Regions from separate parts of the Danio rerio genome. Here region 2 is linked to region 1. A link is a contact called in public Hi-C data. All regions are on one chromosome and are shown on one strand. Each heading gives the region's core, a stretch centred on a gene start, on an enhancer-like site or on the middle of the called end of the contact. The rest is flanking DNA. Distances are from core to core; before and after follow the strand shown.

The links. Hi-C and Micro-C count contacts between places; a contact is called where the count stands out from the background.
Region 2: a Hi-C map of an unstated tissue shows a contact between it and region 1, with 4 times the contacts expected there. The contact joins the enhancer-like site here to the promoter of mthfsd in region 1. A contact is called at or near these places in 2 of 18 Hi-C or Micro-C datasets (skeletal muscle and an unstated tissue).

What each region holds. Positions count from the first base shown.
Region 1 is chr18:32,466,378-32,473,027 of GRCz12tu, forward strand. It overlaps mthfsd (methenyltetrahydrofolate synthetase domain containing), which reads left to right and starts at 3,019. Exons shown (of 8, transcript NM_001045099.1): 1 at 3,019-3,151. The coding sequence starts at 3,124.
Region 2 is chr18:32,502,119-32,508,768 of GRCz12tu, forward strand. mthfsd (methenyltetrahydrofolate synthetase domain containing) reads left to right here. Exons shown (of 8, transcript NM_001045099.1): 2 at 4,422-4,525. Among named protein-coding and RNA genes, the nearest start is that of mthfsd, 36 kb to the left of the region's middle. Within about 2 kb of position 2,578, at least 3 of the 62 cell types and tissues checked have an H3K27ac peak or open chromatin away from gene starts, as enhancers often do.

The DNA.
Region 1 (6,650 bases), core at 1,769-4,268:
CCTTTTAGTATGATAAGTAGAGACCATATTGGGCCATTCAAAATAGAGAGAGCAATTTAGAAATGGATGCAAGTGACTCAGAGAATGTACAGAGAAGATGTACCCGTAGATGGGTCCAATGCAAATGTCTGGCGTCCATATGTATTGGGTGGAAGAAACACAGTACACTTGATAAACAATTTGACTGTATCAGAGATGGAAAAGAAGGACAAACTCTGAAAACTCAGACTGTGGCTAAATTCATTTAGAGAGAGATGCCTGCAGGTGGTACCTAAAGAACACAACTCTGTGGATGAAATGATTATTCTTTTCAAGAGGAGATTCATAACATTAAACAATATATTCATCGCAAACCACACCTATGGGGCTTCAAACTGTGGGTGAGATCTTGAATCTCTGGCATGTTCTATGATTTTGAGGTGTATCAAGGAATAACTTGGGCTGTCAGGTGATGTTGTGATAAAGCTCACCTTCACATTTCTGAACTACATGACTTAAACAGACAACAACCTCATTTGTGTTGCTTGTGCATTTCAGGGGAAAAGAACTGCCTTGGACACTATCAATGCAAAGTAAACACATTTAATCCACATTGATTGTGACCAAATATATTTTCCAAATATTTTTATTAATAAATGCTTATTAATAAAAAATATGGTTGGTGTGTGATTATTACTTATGACATACTGTTATGGGGCTAAGTAAGTAAATAACCCTGCAAACAAATTTTTAAATGCTCTGTATACCTGTTCAGACAAAGTGACTACAAATACAGAAATTGTGCTCATAACTCGGCCCAACTTTGCAATATTACATTTCTCTAAAAACTTACAGAAATAATAAAAAATCATTAATTACTACATCAGAGGCCTCCTAAAACAATATCTGAGAGGACAAAATAAAGTTTACTTACATTTATTATTTACGGGCGAGGCAGTGGCACAGTAGGTATGGCTGTAACCTCACAGCAAGGAGGTTGCTGGTTCGAGCCTTGGCTGGGTCAGTTGGCGTTTCTGTGTGGAGTTTGCAAGTTGTCCCTACGTTCGCGTGCTCCGTTTTCCCCCACAGTCTAAAGACATGCAGTACTGGTGAAGTAATGTAGGCTAAATTGTCCGTAGTGTATGAGTGTGTGTTAAAGTTTCCCAGGGATGAGTTGTGGCAGGAAGGGCATCCGCTGCGTAAAAAACAAAGTTGGCGGTTCATTCTGCTGTGGCGACCCTGGATTAATAAAGGTGCTAAGCTGAAAAGAAAATGAATGAATGAATAAATATTACAAATAGAGGAATTACCAACCTACGTCACACATGACATCACACGGGTTCCCGGTTGCAATAGAAAACATGTCGTGTTGTGCCGTAGGATGCCAAATGGAAAACATAACTTTTACTGTACACCACACTGCTTTTAATGCCAACCGCAGCGTCTTTGACAAAAAAGCGAGCTAAATAAAGTGATGACCTAATTAATAATGCTGGCCTCTGCAGTTTTCATTTCATATTAGGTACTGTAAGTTCACGCTAAACAGAATCATACATGTTACTTGTTCTTGATTGCAGCAATGATTTCAGCAAAAACAGTTAAATGTGGTTAATTAAGCTGCGGACACTACATGCTAAGAATGAAACGTAAAAGTGCAAGTTCGCATACCCTGCCATACAGGTGCAGTTTGCTGTCAATGCAGTTTTGCTTGTTGATAATTACCCAGGCCTTGTATAGCTCCGTCTTCTTTCCTTGTCTTTGGCTAGTCAGAACCTCAATTTTGAACTCTACAAAGTTTTGAATCTGGTGATCTTCTCTTATGTAAAAACACTTGGAGCTTTAATGATTGTATATTTGGGGCTGGATGCTTGGCCATTTCTTCTCATCCAATATCCATTAGGAGGGGGCTATCGCAAATGGACCTGTCAGAAGAACACTGCTCACTTTACTGTTAATTTTGCGAATAACTGTGTTTATTAATGGGTAACAAGCTGTTATAATAAGCTGAAAGCATTATGTAAATTATATATATATATATATATATATATATATATATATATATATATATAAATACATTTCTAAAACATCAGCTAACTATGTACCACATTGGATGTCATTCCCTCGCTGTAAATGCTAGTGCTTTCGTTTTTTTTTTTTTTTCTGCATCCTCGCTGTGTGTGCATCTTGAATGTTTACAAACATGGTAATTTGTCTATAGATTTCGTGTGTTACCAGCTGCAAACTAGCAGACCCACCCACGTTACAGGACACACAATCCTGATCACACAATCCAGGCCAGGCTGAACCACTTTCAGGTTTTTGTATTTGTAATTTTCATTTATTCTAGAGTTATTTTATTTATAACTCTTTGTTGTTATTTATCTCTTTATTTTTAAAAATGTACAGTTGCATAAAAAATACTAAGCCTATATACATTTATAGTTAAATCAAACTCCAAGCCTCCAATTGTAATTCTGTGACACCAAACAACTTCCTTGTCCAAAGGATCATGGATGCCTTGAGTGTCCATAAATTGTTCATTCATTTATTTTCTTTTTGGCGTAATCGCTTTATTAATCTGGGGTCGCCACAGCAGAATGAACCACCAACTTATTCAGCATATGTTTGACTATGCAGATGCTCTTTCAGCTGCAACCCATCACTGGGAAACATCCATACACACTCAGTCACACACATACACTACGGACAATTTACCCAATTGATCATTGAACATTGATCAGTTATCTTCTTCTTGTTTGATGACTATTTAGCAGCATTATCGCCAGTTGGAATGACAAGAATGTCAACATGATTTTACAATACTACCAATTTTATACATATTAAGATTTTTTTTTTTATTTTGATGAATATACTGAACTATAAAATGTTGGACTGTAGGTTATGATGAAATATTAAGTAGATGTTCGTACACAGTGCTGTTTGCTTGGGCTTCTGGCTTTGAAGATAGTGTGGGACTTTGTTATCTCACCAGCAGATGGCAGTGATGCACTGATAACTGAGTGTGGTTTGACAGAAATGGAAAAAGAAGAAACAAGAACATAACGTGTTATACATGCTCTTGTCCTGTCTTGTCTATCATTACAATTACCTAATTAAATTAAGGTCCGTGAACTTCTCTGCATAATGGAGCCCGTCATAAAAATTAACCAAGGTAAGTTTGTATTTATTTATTTACAGGGCTCCAGAAAAAAAAAAAACATATTGTGTACTAGGAGCACCAGACCATTGTAAAGATTTTTAGGAGCACGAGCAGTGGTGAATTTTTCCATTTTAGCTGTATTAATGAGAAATGCTTTAGTAAATTGGTAGTACTGTAAAGTTACGCAGCACAGTCTAATGTTAAGCACAGAGATTACTTAACGCACAAACAACTAAAAAATTTGGCTAGCTTGATAGATTTATGTAAACACAATTTAAAAAATATCAGCAAAGACTAAACCAAGAGAATTTTATTTGCTTGTTTACATTCTTTGGAAATGATATGAAACAGTATGTATTACTTTATAATTTGTTAAGTTTACAGTACTGTGCATGTAGGAGTAGATGTTAATCAAAAACAATGTAATGGGTAATTTAATAAATAATATGAATAATACACAGTATACTTTACTCTGCTGTCTGGGTTAGGGGAGACAATAATAAAATACAATTAATGAATAATTGAATAAAATGCAATTAATTAATAATTTAATAAATAATTATTATTGCTTAAAAAACAAACTGCATCAAATAGACACATGCCCTTTATTTTGCACAAGGCTTAATTTTACATTTAAAGTGTTAAATAATTTAATCAAAATAAATTTAAACCATTTAACCACAAGAAATGGTTATTGCACAAAGACATAGCAGCCGAAGAATTAGAAGACTCAGAATAAGTATTTCATGTATTTCAAAACCATTTTTGTTACGTGTGTATTAAATAGTAAAAAAAAAATCAAGTAAGGACAACATCATTTCAGATAAATCTATGAAATCAACTGTAAAATATTCAGAATATTATTCCCTATAATGCACAAGGCTTGTCTTTCCTGATTGTGCCTTTTTAATTTTTATTATGCAGTACTGAATCCATATTTAGGTGGTTGACATAAAAGCCAGATTATTTTAAAAAATCTTTTGAAAATTAAATATTAAAAAAGTGTTGTACTGACTTACATTTAAAAAAAAAACATATGTGGTCTTTTAGTTTTATTATTGGAAAAGAGGATATATTCACAAATTTGCTACATTTATGCCTAAAGTTGTCATATAGTGTGACCTTACAGTTATTATGTATAAAATGAAAATGTTTACTTTCCCTAAGTCACCAGTCTTAGTACAGATTCATTACTAATCTAAGTACTGTCACGTTCAGTGAGGGTAAAAAGGAGCGAGGATGGGTAATAATGGGTGTTTATTAAGAATAAAATAAAAACAAAAAGGCAAAACAAACAACCCCGAGGGGGAAAACTCTAATAAAACAAATAAACGAACAAACAAACTTGACTAGACTGGCAGGACAAGACAGGGCTGGACACAACAAGACAGGAAACAATCTACGACGAACTGGCAACGGACTGAAAACATGAGGGGGATTATAAAGCAAAAAGTAAATTGACACACAGGTGAACATGACAAACTAATAATGAGTAAACCAGGAGGGAGGGACTAGACCAGGGGTCGGCAACCCAAAATGTTGAAAGAGCCATACTGGACCAAAAAAAACAAAAACAAATATGTCTGGAGCCGCAAAAAATTAAAAGCTTTATATAAGCCTTATAATGATGGCAACACATGCTGTATGTATTTATATTAGCTATAATAGCATACTATAAAAATGACTTCGTTGGCTACAAATACATACTGAGCCTTCATGGTTAAATGTTCATTTCCGTGCAGTTCATCCTGTAGAGAATGACGTGTCACGTGACTACTCTGTTGTACGATGCCATCTCAAGTTTAACTTAATTACAGTATATTAATGAATTATGTTTAATTATCAAGTTTAACTTCATTACAATATTAATGAAATGTTTAATGATCAAGTTTAACTTCATTACAATATTAATGAATTGTTTAATTATCAAGTTTAACTTCATTACAATATTAATAAATTATGTTTAATGTTCAAGTTTAACTTCATTACAATATTAATGAATTGTTTAATTATCAAGTTTAACTTCATTACAATATTAATGAATTATGTTTAATGTTCAAGTTTAACTTCATTACAATATTAATGAATTGTTTAATTATCAAGTTTAACTTCATTACAATATTAATGAATTATGTTTAATTATCAAGTTTAACTTCATTACAATATTAATGAATTATGTTTAATGATCAAGTTTAACTTCATTACAATATTAATGAATTATGTTTAATGTTCAAGTTTAACTTCATTACAATATTATTGCATTATGTTTTGCTTTGATGAAATTAAAGAAATCAGATTTTTTAATGTTTTTTTTTATTTTGAGGATTCAAAAAAACAACATCAAAATGAACGTGCACAACGTGCCCCTTATCTGAGCAACAAACAGTGCAATAAAACGCAGCCTGCCATTTCCATTTCAAGATCAGCTCGAGTCATTCCTGGGAATGTGTTCAACAAGGAAGGGTCAATCTTCAGGGGTGTGTGTAAAGGAAAGACAGTCTCGTTTTTTCCTTTCGCAACTCGCAAAATCTGCTCCCAAATGCAGTTTGCATATCAACGATCGCACCTTGTAAATAATCACCGTTGAGTGAGTGATCGGGATGGGCTTCTTTGAATTCTCTCAGGGAGGGAAAATGAGAAAGCGTGCCCCGCTGTACATCTTTGGCAAAGACAGCTTGCGCTCCATGGCGCATCACACAGCCGCCGGTTTGTTTACAACAGCTACCTGCCTGGCATCCCGCCCTGCTGATAGAAACGTGTGTCGCAGGCTATGACGCAAATCTTTGTTGACAGAAATGTTGAAATTAAATATTCTACACACTTTTACAGCATTGGAAAACGTTAAGATTGTTTGTCCTCCTATAGAAACCATATTAAAACAAAAAATATATTTACCTCCCTCATCGTTTTCCATTTTCAAACATTTTTTGAAAAAGTTCACATTGACTTCAGATGTGGTCAAAGGTGATCACATGTGGCCCTATGAACTTCACATGTTGTCCACATGTGGCCACATGAATTTCACATGTTGTCCACGTGGTCACATAAACTTCACATGTGGTCACATGAACACATGTGGTCGTGAGCTTCACATGTGGTCACATAAACTTCACTTGTGGTCACATGAACACATGTAATCGTGAGCTTCACATGTGGTCACATTAACTTCACATGTGGTAACATGAACTTCAAATATGGCCACACGAACTTCACATGTGGCCACATGAATTTCACATGTTGTCCACGTGGTCACATAAACTTCACATGTGGTCACATGAACACATGTGGTCGTGAGCTTCACATGTGGTCACATAAACTTCACATGTGGTCACATGAACACATGTAATCGTGAGCTTCACATGTGGTCATATTAAAACAAAAAATATATTTACCTCCCTCATCGTTTTCCATTTTCAAACATTTTTTGAAAAAGTTCCAGGGAGCCACTAGGGCAGCGCTAAAGAGCCGCATGCGGCTCTAGAGCCGCGGGTTGCCGACCCCTGGACTAGAC
Region 2 (6,650 bases), core at 1,328-3,827, 35 kb after region 1:
GTCTTGTTAAGCAGGTGTCTGCCCTTATTGATTCCGGTGCGGAAGGAGACTTTATGGACTTAAACTTTGCTAAACGACTGGTTATTTCTATGGTCACTCTGGATAACCCCATTTCAGCCAAAACACTTTGCGGCTCTCACCTAGCTGTTATAACACACTGCACTCACACTAATTCCCCGTACACTCACACTTTCAGGCAATCACGTGGAGCAGTTACAGTTTCTCCTTATTCACTCTCCCACGGCTCCACTAGTGTTGGGTCACACCTGGCTAGTCAAGCATAACCCTCATATTGATAGAGATGTGGAGAAGAAAGATGGATCTCTGCGCCCCTGCATTGATTATCGGGGATTGAATGATATCAAAGTAAAGAACCGTTATCCATTGCCACTGATGTCATCGGCCTTCGACCTCCTGCAGGAGGCAACCATCTTTACTAAATTAGATCTCTGCAACGCCTACCACCTAGTTCAGATGAGGGAGGGGGACGAATGAAAGATCGCCTTCAACACCCCTACTGGTCAAAGCTCTGATGTTTGCCTACAAAGTGACTTCTGGCCTTGCTCCTTTTTTTTTTTTTTTTAATTATTTTTTAGGGGTTTTTCACCTTTATTTTTGAAAGGACAGTAGAGAATATACAGGAAAGCATGGGGAGCAGAGAGAGGGGAAGGATCGGCATAGGACCGTGAGGCGGAATCGAACCCAGGTCGCCGCGAGCACCGGAGTGCATATGTCGACGCACTAACCACTACACCACTGGCGCCGACTGGCCTTGCTCCTTTTTATCTGCTCTCACTTCTGCAGATCTATGTGCCCTCCAGAAACTTGCGTTCTGTGAATGAACGTCGCTTCGTGGTTCCATCCCAAAGAGGGAAGAGATCACTTTCGTGAACGCTCACGCTCAATCTGCCCAGTTGGTGGAATGAACTCCCTAACTGCATCCGAACAGCAGAGTCACTCGCTATTTTCAAGAAACGACTAAAAACTCAACTATTTAGTCTCCACTTCACTTCCTAATCTGCAATTGCCTCTCTGAATATCACACTAACTGTACCCAAAAAAAAAAAAAAAATACTAATACTTCCCTTCTTAGACTTTACAGACCTGAAACTTGCCTATAGCACTTATTTATTGTTGCTCTTAGTTGTGTAAATTGCTTCCTTGTCCTCATTTGTAAGTCGCTTTGGATAAAAGCATCTGCTAAATGACTAAATGTAAATGTAAATTTTGAGTATCTTTTTATGCCCTTTGGGCTCTTGAATTCACCGGCGGTCTTCCAGGCACTCGTCAATGAAGTGCTCAGGGACATGGTAAATCGCTTTGTGTTCATCTGTCTCGATGACATTCTGATTTTTTCCCAGAATGAACAGGAGCATGTCCAGCACGTCAGGCGGGTGCTTCAGCGGCTGCTGGAGAATCGTCTATTCGCCAAGGTGGAGAAGTGTGAGTTCCATACACCGTCGGTTTCGTTCCTGGGGTTTGTTTTGTCGCCCGAGTGATTGCGAATGGATCCTGCCAAGGTAAAAGCTGTTGCGGATTGGCTCACCCCAGACAGTTGCAAGGCGGTCCAGCGGTTTCTGGGGTTTGCCAATTTTTACAGGCGATTCTTACCCAGACCAAGCAGAAAGTACACAATCATTTGTTTCTTTGTATAGTTTTACAGACAACTGTGTGCTAGTTTAAAGTGCTGAGCTTGACTGAGGTACCGGATGCGCTGCGACATGGCACACCGGATACTCTATGTGGCATGGCAGAAACATGAAGAGTGCCGATTCGCCGCACCACGCCTTTTAGAACTCTTCTAAACACACCGGTGCTTAAAGTCGGTGGCTGTCCGCTGTCCATTGTGTGTACCCTGATAGAAACCTATGTTTAGAATTTTAAAATGCATGGCGCTGCATCAGCGTCGTGCCACGCAGAGCAGCGCTTCTGGTGTGCGACCTGCAGGCAAGTTTATTTTTTTTACAATGGAGAGAAACGCGCATGCACTTTTCCAGCTGCACCTACTTAAGATCACAGGAAGCTTCTGTGACCTCGAGAAATGCAAATGGCTGAAGTTTAAGGTAGACGCAATGAAAAGTACACATGTTTGCAAACCTGCCTCAAGATACAATCAATAATTCCGATTATAGCAATTAACTGGTGAATGTTGATCTTGTTTTGAGCCCAATGAGACCGGGCATCTAAAAATAGAGCAAGGATGTTCCTTTAGTAATATCGCTTTGACTCCCGCTAAAAATGGTGGACATGAATCAACAAATTGAAGATATGGTGAAGTCAATCAATATTGGTGGGTGGGGGGACCGCACTCCTACGTCAAGTTGCTGTCGCTTTGAAAACTGCTCCATTTGGTCCACCGTTTTTATGTTGTTAAATTGAAAAAAAAGGACTGAGTATTTTTTATATCACCCCAATATGACTGTCTATACACTATACTTACACACCTGTCTGTCCAAACAGCTTCAAAAGTAGATTTTTTTTTACCATAGGTGCCCTTTAATCTCTCCTCTGGTTATCATACCCAGACTAACGGCCAGACTGAGTGCAAAATCCAGGAGATCGGAACGTTTCTCAGGTCATACTGCCACCAGGACCAATACAGCTTGAGCCAAGTATGCACAAAACTCACTACGCCAGGAGTCAATGACACAGAAAGCTTTTATGGTAATATATCTGCAGACTGTATAACTAAAAAAATACATAATCCATTGTAATATTTAATTAACAAATTAAGATTAACTTTGAATACTTAAGACAAGCAATCACACTTTTTATTTATGTAAAACTTAAATGAATTAAAAAAGACAATCAATTTATTGGAAGAAATATACTTTTTAAAATAAATACTATACACAACACAATTGAAGAACTTTTTACATTGTATCACGTTTGCTTGTATCACTACATGTTTGTATCTAGTTGTTGCTTTGCTTTTTCTTTCATGGAGTTAATTTTTGTGAATAACATTACCTGAATGTGTCAGTTAAATACAGTAGATAGTAGTTTTATGCTGTTTGGCATTATAAGCTTGTTCTGTTTGCATGATCATCTGTTTTGGCATCGAATCATTACAAAAATTCAAATGAGTAGCTTTGACATCACTTTGCAGGCCAATCAGCTGTTAGCATTACACTGGTCACTTATCGCATTTAACAATTTATTTTTGTTAAATACAGCAAAAGCCTACAACTTTTTGCAGTTTATTCAAGAATCAATTGACTAAATTTAAACAAATTTAAAATGCTTCTTGAATTATTTTAATGCTCCCATATCTATGTGTCTGTGGAAGCAGTTGGTGAAGAGTATCTTCTCCAAGCTGGACCTGCAGAGTGTGTACAACCTCACTCCTATTAGATAAAAAAGACTGCATCCACAAACATTTGGGCAGTGATTTTGATACTTCAGAAGTGTCTGAAACTTCTGCACTGCATTAAATCATCTGGATATTGGGTGTTTAAATGTCTGCATGACTCGCATAATTTATTTCTATAATAAAATGTGTGCGTGTGTGTATGTATATATATATATATATGTCCAATATATTATGTCCAATCAAACAAGATAAGCAAAGACTCTTCATATCTGAATCTTGAATCTGTGTCAATAAACATTCTGGTTTGTGCTTTCTTCTCTCTCATCCTACCTGTGTTGTGACAGTTAGATTGATTTGCTAATATTCACTTTATTTCCTTTTTAGATCTGATTGAAACCAAAGTTGTCACTTTTGAGCAGGCTAGGCTGAGTTAAGAATTTCATAGGTTGTAGATCCGCCATCTTGCCAAATCCAGTTAAGAGTTTCATCCCTGTACTTGTTTTTAATATTGGTGGGAGAAAAAAAAAGTTTCTCCTCACTATCATGATTCTTTTCAAGACAGATGGTCTTATTATTTATTGATTATTCTTACAGCACCAGCATTTCCCATATAATTATATTAGTGGGGTTTTTCATTTCTTTACTCTCTATGTATTTTGACCATTGTGGAATTCCACTCTGATGTTTTCTCCAACAGAGAGAGAGCATGCATCGCAAAATGTAGTGCATGAGCATTGATGCTAATCTTTAATTGCAGCATGCAAGTGGAATTGCATTGTCAGTGCGTGACCCATGTCATGTGACAATACCACAACACGGTATTATCACACTGTGTATTATTCTGAGCTATAAATTGGTTTGTTGTCAAATAAGTGGTGTGATTCAGTTTCTTTTGTCATTTTTTTGTTTTTCGTGTTACTTACCAGTTGTCCAACATGGTAATGGGACCAGTACAAACTCTCACAAAGTTTTGTAGCACCAGCAGGACAAATCCTCTTGAAGTGGAACCATTTGTTAACTCCCTGGAGCCCTGATTTATTTATTTATTTTTATTTTTTAATTGACTTTATGGTTCTCTTTTAATTTGTTGTTATGTTTTGACTTGTAGGGGAAACGAAATGGGATGTGCGTCATAAAGTATGGAACTACATTGAGGTGAAAAACCTTGCCAATTTTCCACGGCCTGTGCACAACAGAATTCCCAACTTCAAGGTATCATTCAAAAAGGTCCCAAACAAGTATCAAATTTTATGGATCAACTGGAGATTGTTAACTGTGGACGTGTGTTCAGACAAATTGTTTGTATTAAATGCTAACCGGTTTGTTGGATGTGAGTATCCATTAAACAAAAATGTGTTACTTTAAAGGTCCTTTGAAATGCTTTGAAACATTATTCATTGTGATGATGCCATTTCTACTGAAGCAGAAAGCCAGAGTGAGAGACACCTCTGTAGAGAAGCTCCCCTCTTTTAATCTTTAAGTTACCAATAGTAGTATACATCATAGCCTGACCTATCAAAAAGGCTTATTTCTTTAAATGATTGCATATACAATATTTAAGCACAGGCAATTCCAATCTTATAATTGTATCTAAACTAAGCAACAGAAAGTTTTAGCATATTAGAAGTAAAAAAACACTGTGTCTAAAACTAGTCACCACCCCGTTGATTGTGATCATGTATTTTATAGTATTTACTGAGTATTTGCACCCTCAGTTTGTCAGTTCAATTGAAAACGTAGGCAAAATAGTGAGCAGGCGCATGAAGTGAGATGTGCTCATGTTTTGCAGCTGTGGAGCAGCACATAAAACTCTCACTGCTTATAGAAAACAATCGATTTGATCAGCTGTAGTTAGAAATTAGGCTGTTTTATTCTTTAAAGGGCGATGACACCCCCCACTTTCGGTTAAAGTCTACTTCAGAATATTTTCAAAGTATGCATGATTAATGGGCGTGGAGCTTCGCGAGCATAGGGCAGGAGTGGGCGTGGCCAGCAAGGGAGAAGGGGAGCGAACAACTGTTGATGTCAGTTAGCTCACAAATTGAGACGAACCGTGAGGAGACGCATGAGTTAATAGTTTACAAAGTTAAAATGCAAAGAAATAAACAGGAATTTAATGTCCTGCTACATTTGTTATTCGTAATTTCATATACATACAACCACAATTTAAATCATTATAAAGATAATCGTGTTTATATAAACACTATAAATGAAGACTTCTGCCTCAATCCCCGGGTCTGAATCATAGATCTAAATGCAGACTCAGTGGAGCAGGTCTCCTGACCTGTCTATTTTAACCATTAGTCCTGCTGGTAATCTTGAGGATTTAGGCAAACACAGCAGCACGGCGATGTGTCTGAATGTGAATGAACTCCTGATACAAGACAACATCTTCCATTCTCCAATTCTCGTGCTGCCCTCCCGACAAAAATGCTTGCATCACACACACAGCTTTGCTGTATGATCGGCCCTGGCAGGATTGCGGGGAAAAACATGCAACACACCCCGTGGATCATGGAAACAAACACATACGAGCCTTCATAAACGGCTACTGCATGCCGTGGGTCCGTGTCTCACAGCTTGAGCTTGGCACTGGTCTGGCAGGTCTGCATCTGCCTTGCCTTCGGAAAGCGTGTCCTGTCGTGCTCTCATGAATAATTAAGCAGCCGGCTCTTCTCATAGGATAAGGAAACTCCGCTTTGAATAATAATGAGAAACTGACGCGTCATCATTGCACTTGCGGTACTTCGGTACGTCGCCGATTTTGATCCCGCCCCAAAAATCATTTTAAACCCAGAAGCTGAAATTAGCTGACAAAAGCTCAAAATCATCCATTTTGCCCCACAATTAAAGCTGACAGGTGCTAACATTGTCTTAACTACTGCTCAACACATACAAATCTGTTAATATATTTTAAAAAATGTTTTCCAGGGTGTCCTGAACTTTTAAGGGCTTGTTATGCAGTCTTTGTCACCATCTAGTGGATGAACAAAGTCAACCGTCTTTGCTCAGTTCAATGAAATGCTAAAGGCTGGTGATGTGCTGTCTCTGAGAAATTATAAATATTTTAAAATAGGCACTATCCTTATAAATAAACTGCATAGTTGCAATCTACACAACTAGATCACTGAATATAAAAACTGTGTTGTCCAACAGCAGCAATATTTGTCAAACTGTACAGTGTCCTCTGCTTGTCGCTGTATGTTGGTGGAGTAATAAACAAGGGTGAAGGGTTAAGAGGCTGGACGAGTGCTGTTATTTGCAGAATATCGCATGACTCTGATTCAGATTCAAGAACCAGACAGAACTGTTGTGTGTGTGTGTGTGTGTGTGTGTA